Regions from separate parts of the Mus musculus genome. Here region 1 is linked to region 2. A link is a contact called in public promoter capture Hi-C data. All regions are on one chromosome and are shown on one strand. Each heading gives the region's core, a stretch centred on a gene start, on an enhancer-like site or on the middle of the called end of the contact. The rest is flanking DNA. Distances are from core to core; before and after follow the strand shown.

Region 1 (2,700 bases), core at 26-2,525, 45 kb before region 2:
CTGCCACTGTAGTACAAAGGAGCCTGGATCCTAATGCAAGCCAGTGAGAGCAGCGCACTAGCAAAGCTGTTTACAAGTGTGGCCGCGGTTAGCCAACCCTGGTATAGCCTAGAGTGTTTGGAGGAAGGACAGAAATGGCCCATGGGCAGTTTATCCATCTGTGGTTCTTGGACATTGCCAGAGTTTCAGCTTGGTTTTTGTTTTTTGCTTGCTTTTAGATTAAAAAAAAAAAAAAAGATTTACTTTTTCTTTAAAAACTTATTTTTATATTGTACAAGAGTGTTTGTGTGTTCAGAGGATTGCTTGTGGGAGGGAAGTGGTTCTTTCTACTACATGGATTCAGGGATTAAACTCAGGTTATCAATCATGGTGGCAAGAGTCTAACCATTGAGCCTTTGAACTGGCTCTTAAAGTTTACTTTTTATTTTTATTGGTATATGTGTGTGGGTGCCTGTGGGTGGCCAGAAAAGGGCATGGTATCTCCTGGAATTGGAGTTAAAGGTAATTGTGAGTAACCTGATATAAGCGCTAGAAGAGATCTCTGGCCCCCTTCAGGAGCAACAAGTACTCATAATAGCTGAGCCATCTCTCCAGACCCAGTTTTGTTTTTTTGTTTTTTAAGATAGGGTTTTACTCTTGCCCAGGCTGGCCTGGAACTCTTTTGGGCCAAGGTGGTCTTGAACTTGTAGTAATCTTCCTGCTTTAGCCTTAAAAGTGCTGAAACCCCATAGACATGTGCACTGTCTGCAGCCTCTTAGCGCCACATCTTTTACATGAACACTGACTATGCACAATTCTTTCTGTGCACCCTTCTGTTGCAGAAGCAAAACCAGCCCCAGAAATATTTGAAAATGAAGTCATGGAATTGCTGAGAGAATTCGCCAAAAACAAAAACAAGGAGCAGAGACTGCGTGCCCCAGATCTGGAGTATCTCTTTGAAAAGCCTCATTAAGCTGGGTACCACTGCCTGTCATGGTGGTCAGTATATGGATAGAAACTGCTTCTGGCACTGACCTTGGCCTCCTGCTTCTCCTTAGACTCTTGAATCTCTCCCAGGAAAGACATGTAATATGTTAGCTGACTCATTCTAACCTGTGCTCGTCTGTACAGCACAGGTCAGACCCCTTACCTGGCTGCTAAGTGCTGTGCTGCAGGTCTGCCACAAGAGGGCACTATAGGGGAAGTGATTCTGCTGCCTCAGCCCCAACAGTACAAAAGACACTGCTGCTGAAGGAAGAGCTGACCCTATCGTCTATCCAGTGACCCTGGGCTTTGTTAAGATAAAACTGCTCCCTTCCAGCGTGATAAGTCCTTTGCTAAGGAATGTCGGTCCAAGCCCCTGAACTGAGCCATCAAAGGCACAGCAAGCTGAATGAGGCACCAAAGCAGGAATATTGTGGGCTTACTAAGTCAACATCTTCATCAAATTTTCACAACATACATGTTTTAAACTGAAAGATAGTTGAATATTGAAGAATATTAAGAGAAGAAAATTGACAGTTCTCTAACCCTCACAATTATCTTCATTTTTGTCTGTTTCTATGCAACCTATAGTCATGCTTATAATGGTGTTTTACAAAATTATAGTCATAAGTTTTCTGACTTTGTGGCATTGAGGCAAACTTTCTCCTCATTCTGACAGCCTTTCAAATTATTTTAGTTGACCAAATAACAGTGACACATAAGAAGTAACATTTTAACTGCGTGTGATAGGTCACACCTATGATCCTAGCCCTTGGAGAACTGAGGTAGGAACATCACTAAGAATTTGAGGCCAGCCTGGACCACACGGTTAGAATGCAGTAGCTAGGAGAGCTGTGCAGTCCTGAAGGCATCCTTTCTGCAGGAGCTCTGCCCTCAGCTGCAAAGAGGCAGTCACTCTGGCCGGTATGTGAGTGTTGGCTAGAGAAAGCAGGCCAGAACTGAGAAGCCTGGGTGGGTAACTACAAGAGCTATAGGAAAAAGTTCCCTGGCCAGGGAGGGAAGCGGGAATCAGCATCAGTTACCTCACAACGCTCCCACAGACAAATAGCATTGGGCCTACTTAAGGACAAGAGATTGCCTTGGAAGGAGTCAGCAATGCATCCATGATCAAAAAGCCAGGATTTGGGGCTGGAGAGATGGCTCAGCGGTTAAGAGCACTGGCTGGCTGTTCTTCTAGAGGACCTGATTCAGTCCCTAGCACCCACAAAGCAGCTCACAACTGTCTGTAACTCTAGTTTCAAGAGGATCTGACACAGATGCAGGTGAAACACCAACGAATATTTTTTAAAAATCATAAAAAGGTTAATAAAAAGACGAAAGCTGGAATATATTATTGTTTGATCTACATCCAAAGCTCATGAACGTTCTGCTAGACAACACGGTAGCAACCGTCACTGGACAATTGAAGGCAAGAATGACAGTTCTGAGACAGCTCTGTATTGCTCTGTGGTAGGTAGGAGGCCACTAGCTACTTCCCAAAGTGAGGATCCACCCAGAATCCCCCAGGCCCCACTGTAGCTCTGGTAAGAAGATGCAGGGTAGCATGGTGTACAGTGTAGCATGGTGGTTATGAGTCCAAGCCTTTGCTCTATTGCTTAGCTGCAGGATAAACTTACTGGCCTAAGCTTTGGTTTCTAACTAAGGGCGATAATCACTTAAGTCTCAAGATTGCTAAAAGCTATGATAGGTAACACTGGATGGCATCTAGCACCCAGA
Region 2 (2,700 bases), core at 72-2,571:
AAACCAATGTGTCCTCCTTCCACTGTCCTAATTTCAAACTTCCATGGCAGTATGGATGGATTGGAGGACACTAAGTTCTGACAGCTAGGTCCTAGAGAAGGTGGGAGTGGGGCAGGGAGGAGAAAGTGGTCTGTTGACTGAGCGCTCACGGTACAACCTCTTGTCCCTTGTATAACCCTCAAGCAGGTTTTTCTAATCTCAGGAGGCCGCTTTCCTCCTCATTTCTGTGGGATTAATAATTCCTTTCTTAGTTTTTGCATTGTGAGTCAGAGACTCTGTTGAGGAAAAACTCGCTGGAGGGGTGGGTGGAATGCTGTGTTTTCTTTTACTGGGAAGGTGTATGCTTAGGAGTTGGGTTCTTGAGTCACACTGCCTGGCTTCAAACGCCAGCTTTTCTGGTCAACCAAAGCTTAATGTCTTTGAGCCTTGCTCAATGCCTCTTTTTTAAAGTATGGGAAGTAGCTTTTGGCAAAGTGACAGACACGTGGAGCTCTGGCAGAGAGAAAAGGGAGGAGGCTAGTGAGAGCAGCCGAGTCATAGAACCAAGATGATTGTTGTCGGTGCCACTCAAAGGTAGGCGCTTGTCCCAGTCCTCTGCCCACCATGGCCACACATAGACCTTGGGTGTTCTCGGAGGGGCTTGGGTATGAGCGGGTGCTAGAGCACCAGCAATGGGCGGAATCCGGGGAGGGCGGAGCCAAGCATAGTCCCACAAATCCTCAGATCTAAAAAAGACCAGAACATAACATTGTTCCGAGTTACTATCCTGAAGTGACCCCAACTGGGAGACTGGCCGCACGCCGCTGGACGTCGGGGGTGGAGGGGTAAAGTAAGTGACTTCGCCTTCAGGTACTACTCCAGTATCCCTCCTCCCTTTTTTCAGTCCCAGGTTTCTTCCTTCTGGACCCATTTTCCCTGAAGCACACACAGCTACACCAACCAAATGGCCTGCTGCGGCAAGTTTAGACAGCGTCGGACGTCGGGGCTCAGCGCTAACTAGCCCTGTGCCGGGTTTGCGCTCAGCCGCCGCCTGGGCTCAGGCTGGCTCACGGATAGGCTAGCTATCCAGGGACCAGCTTCAGCTTCAGGACCCTTCTCACGGTCCTCCTTGGCCCCGCCCCACCCCGCCCTCCCTTTGCCTATTGGCAGCCGCACGCGCGTCGGGGGTTGCCAGGGCGACGGGTCGCTAAGCTGCAAGTCAGCTCGAACTCCAGCCAGTCGGCCTCCGGCGGAGGCAGCGGGGGAGGCCGAAGGGCGGGTGGCCGAACGCGGTGCGGGGCGGCGGGGCCCAGGCGGGCGCCTCCTCTCGGCTCGGCACGGCCCCCCTCCCGGCACACAGGCAGGCCGGGGCGGGGGGCCCCCGAGGCCGGAGCGGCCCGGGCCCCGTCGGGGCGGCCAGGGCGTGGCGATGCCGGGTGGTGGCAGCGGCGTCCCGGGCCGGGGCCCGTGACCATGGGCATCGCAGAGTCCACGCCGGACGAGCTGCCGTCGGACGCCGAGGAGCAGCTGCGCAGCGGCGAGCAGCAGCTGGAGCTGAGCGGGCGGCGGTTGCGGCGGCTGCCTAGCGCCGTGTGCGCATTGAGCCGCTTGCAGAAGCTGTATGTGAGCGGCACCGGGCTGCGCGAGCTTCCCGAGGAGATCGAGGAGCTGCGCGAGCTGCGCATCCTGGCGCTCGACTTCAACAAGCTGGAGCGCCTGCCCGACGGCCTGTGTCGCCTACCGCGCCTCACGCGCCTCTACCTGGGCGGCAACCGTCTGCTGGCGCTGCCACCCGACTTTGCGCAGCTGCAGAGCCTGCGCTGCCTCTGGATCGAAGGCAACTTCCTGCGGCGCTTTCCGCGGCCGTTGTTGCGCCTGGTGGCGCTGCAATCGCTGCAGATGGGCGACAACCGGCTGCGCGCGCTGCCCGCCGAGCTGCCGCGCATGACCGGCTTGCGTGGCCTCTGGCTCTACGGCAATCGCTTCGAAGAGTTCCCGCCCGCGCTGTTGCGCATGGGCCGGCTGCACATCCTAGACCTCGACCGCAACCGCCTGGGCGGCTTCCCCGACCTGCACCCGCTTCGTGCGCTCCGAGTTTTCTCCTACGACCACAACCCAGTCACTGGACCCCCGCGGGTGGCAGACACCGTTTTCCTAGTGGGCGAGGGAGCCGTCGAGCGCATGGCTGAGCGCGACGAACCCATTCCGCGGCAGCCAGCCCGGCGTCCAACCCGGGCCTTTGATGATGAGGAGGAAGAAGACCTACTCATAGGAGGCGCAGGACCCAGGGCTCTGGGGCCCACCAGGGACAGCCTCCGAGCCTTGGAAGCTCCTCCAGGATTGGGCACCTGAGCCTCTTCCCTGAGTGATGGGTTGGCTACTCTGGAAGAAGGGACTCTGCGAGGTTGTGGTTGTTTGGATATACGGTGTTGCTGGGCCTCTTACTTGGGGCAGTGAAGGAGCATCATTGAATGAGCTGCCCGGCACAGGCAGGCCTGAGGCCATCTTCAGACAGTACTAGGCAGTAAGAAAGAGTCCCTGGGCTGACCTCTGGGCAGTTTTCAGACCAAGAAGTCTGGGATAGAGCCACTGATGGCACGACAGATGAACCGGTTCTCACCTGGAACCAGGGCCATCACTTATCCGTAGAATCATCCCTACTCTGACTCTGGATGTCAGGGCATCTATAACTTTCACTTGGGGTTTGGATCGCCTAGGCCT

Evidence for each region. Promoter capture Hi-C pulls out the DNA fragments that hold promoters and counts their contacts.
Region 1: a promoter capture Hi-C map of stem cell-derived epiblast-like cells shows a contact between it and region 2, with 2.2 times the contacts expected there. The contact joins the enhancer-like site here to the promoter of Lrrc10b in region 2. A contact is called at or near these places in 24 of 39 promoter capture datasets (the 3T3-L1 cell line, 3T3-L1-derived adipocytes, the C10 cell line and 13 more), 7 of 15 datasets of contacts at CTCF or cohesin (CD8 T cells, the NIH/3T3 cell line, embryonic stem cells and 3 more), 94 of 484 Hi-C or Micro-C datasets (the 4T1 cell line, 8-cell embryo, B cells and 55 more), 15 of 115 datasets of contacts at active chromatin or transcription factors (the HPC-7 cell line, astrocytes, embryonic fibroblasts and 10 more) and 5 of 9 other capture datasets (adipose tissue, embryonic stem cells, embryonic trunk and 2 more).

Annotation. Positions count from the first base shown.
Region 1 is chr19:10,501,251-10,503,950 of GRCm38.p6, reverse strand. It overlaps Sdhaf2 (succinate dehydrogenase complex assembly factor 2), which reads left to right. Exons shown (of 4, transcript NM_025333.4): 4 at 822-2,700. The coding sequence ends at 952. Among named protein-coding and RNA genes, the nearest start is that of Ppp1r32, 20 kb to the right of the region's middle. Within about 2 kb of position 1,275, at least 26 of the 459 cell types and tissues checked have an H3K27ac peak or open chromatin away from gene starts, as enhancers often do. A contact at or near this core is called in B cells, bone marrow-derived macrophages, embryonic cerebral cortex and 5 more, where this site is marked.
Region 2 is chr19:10,456,068-10,458,767 of GRCm38.p6, reverse strand. It overlaps Lrrc10b (leucine rich repeat containing 10B), which reads left to right and starts at 1,321. Exons shown (of 1, transcript NM_001111140.2): 1 at 1,321-2,700. The coding sequence starts at 1,453. The coding sequence ends at 2,331.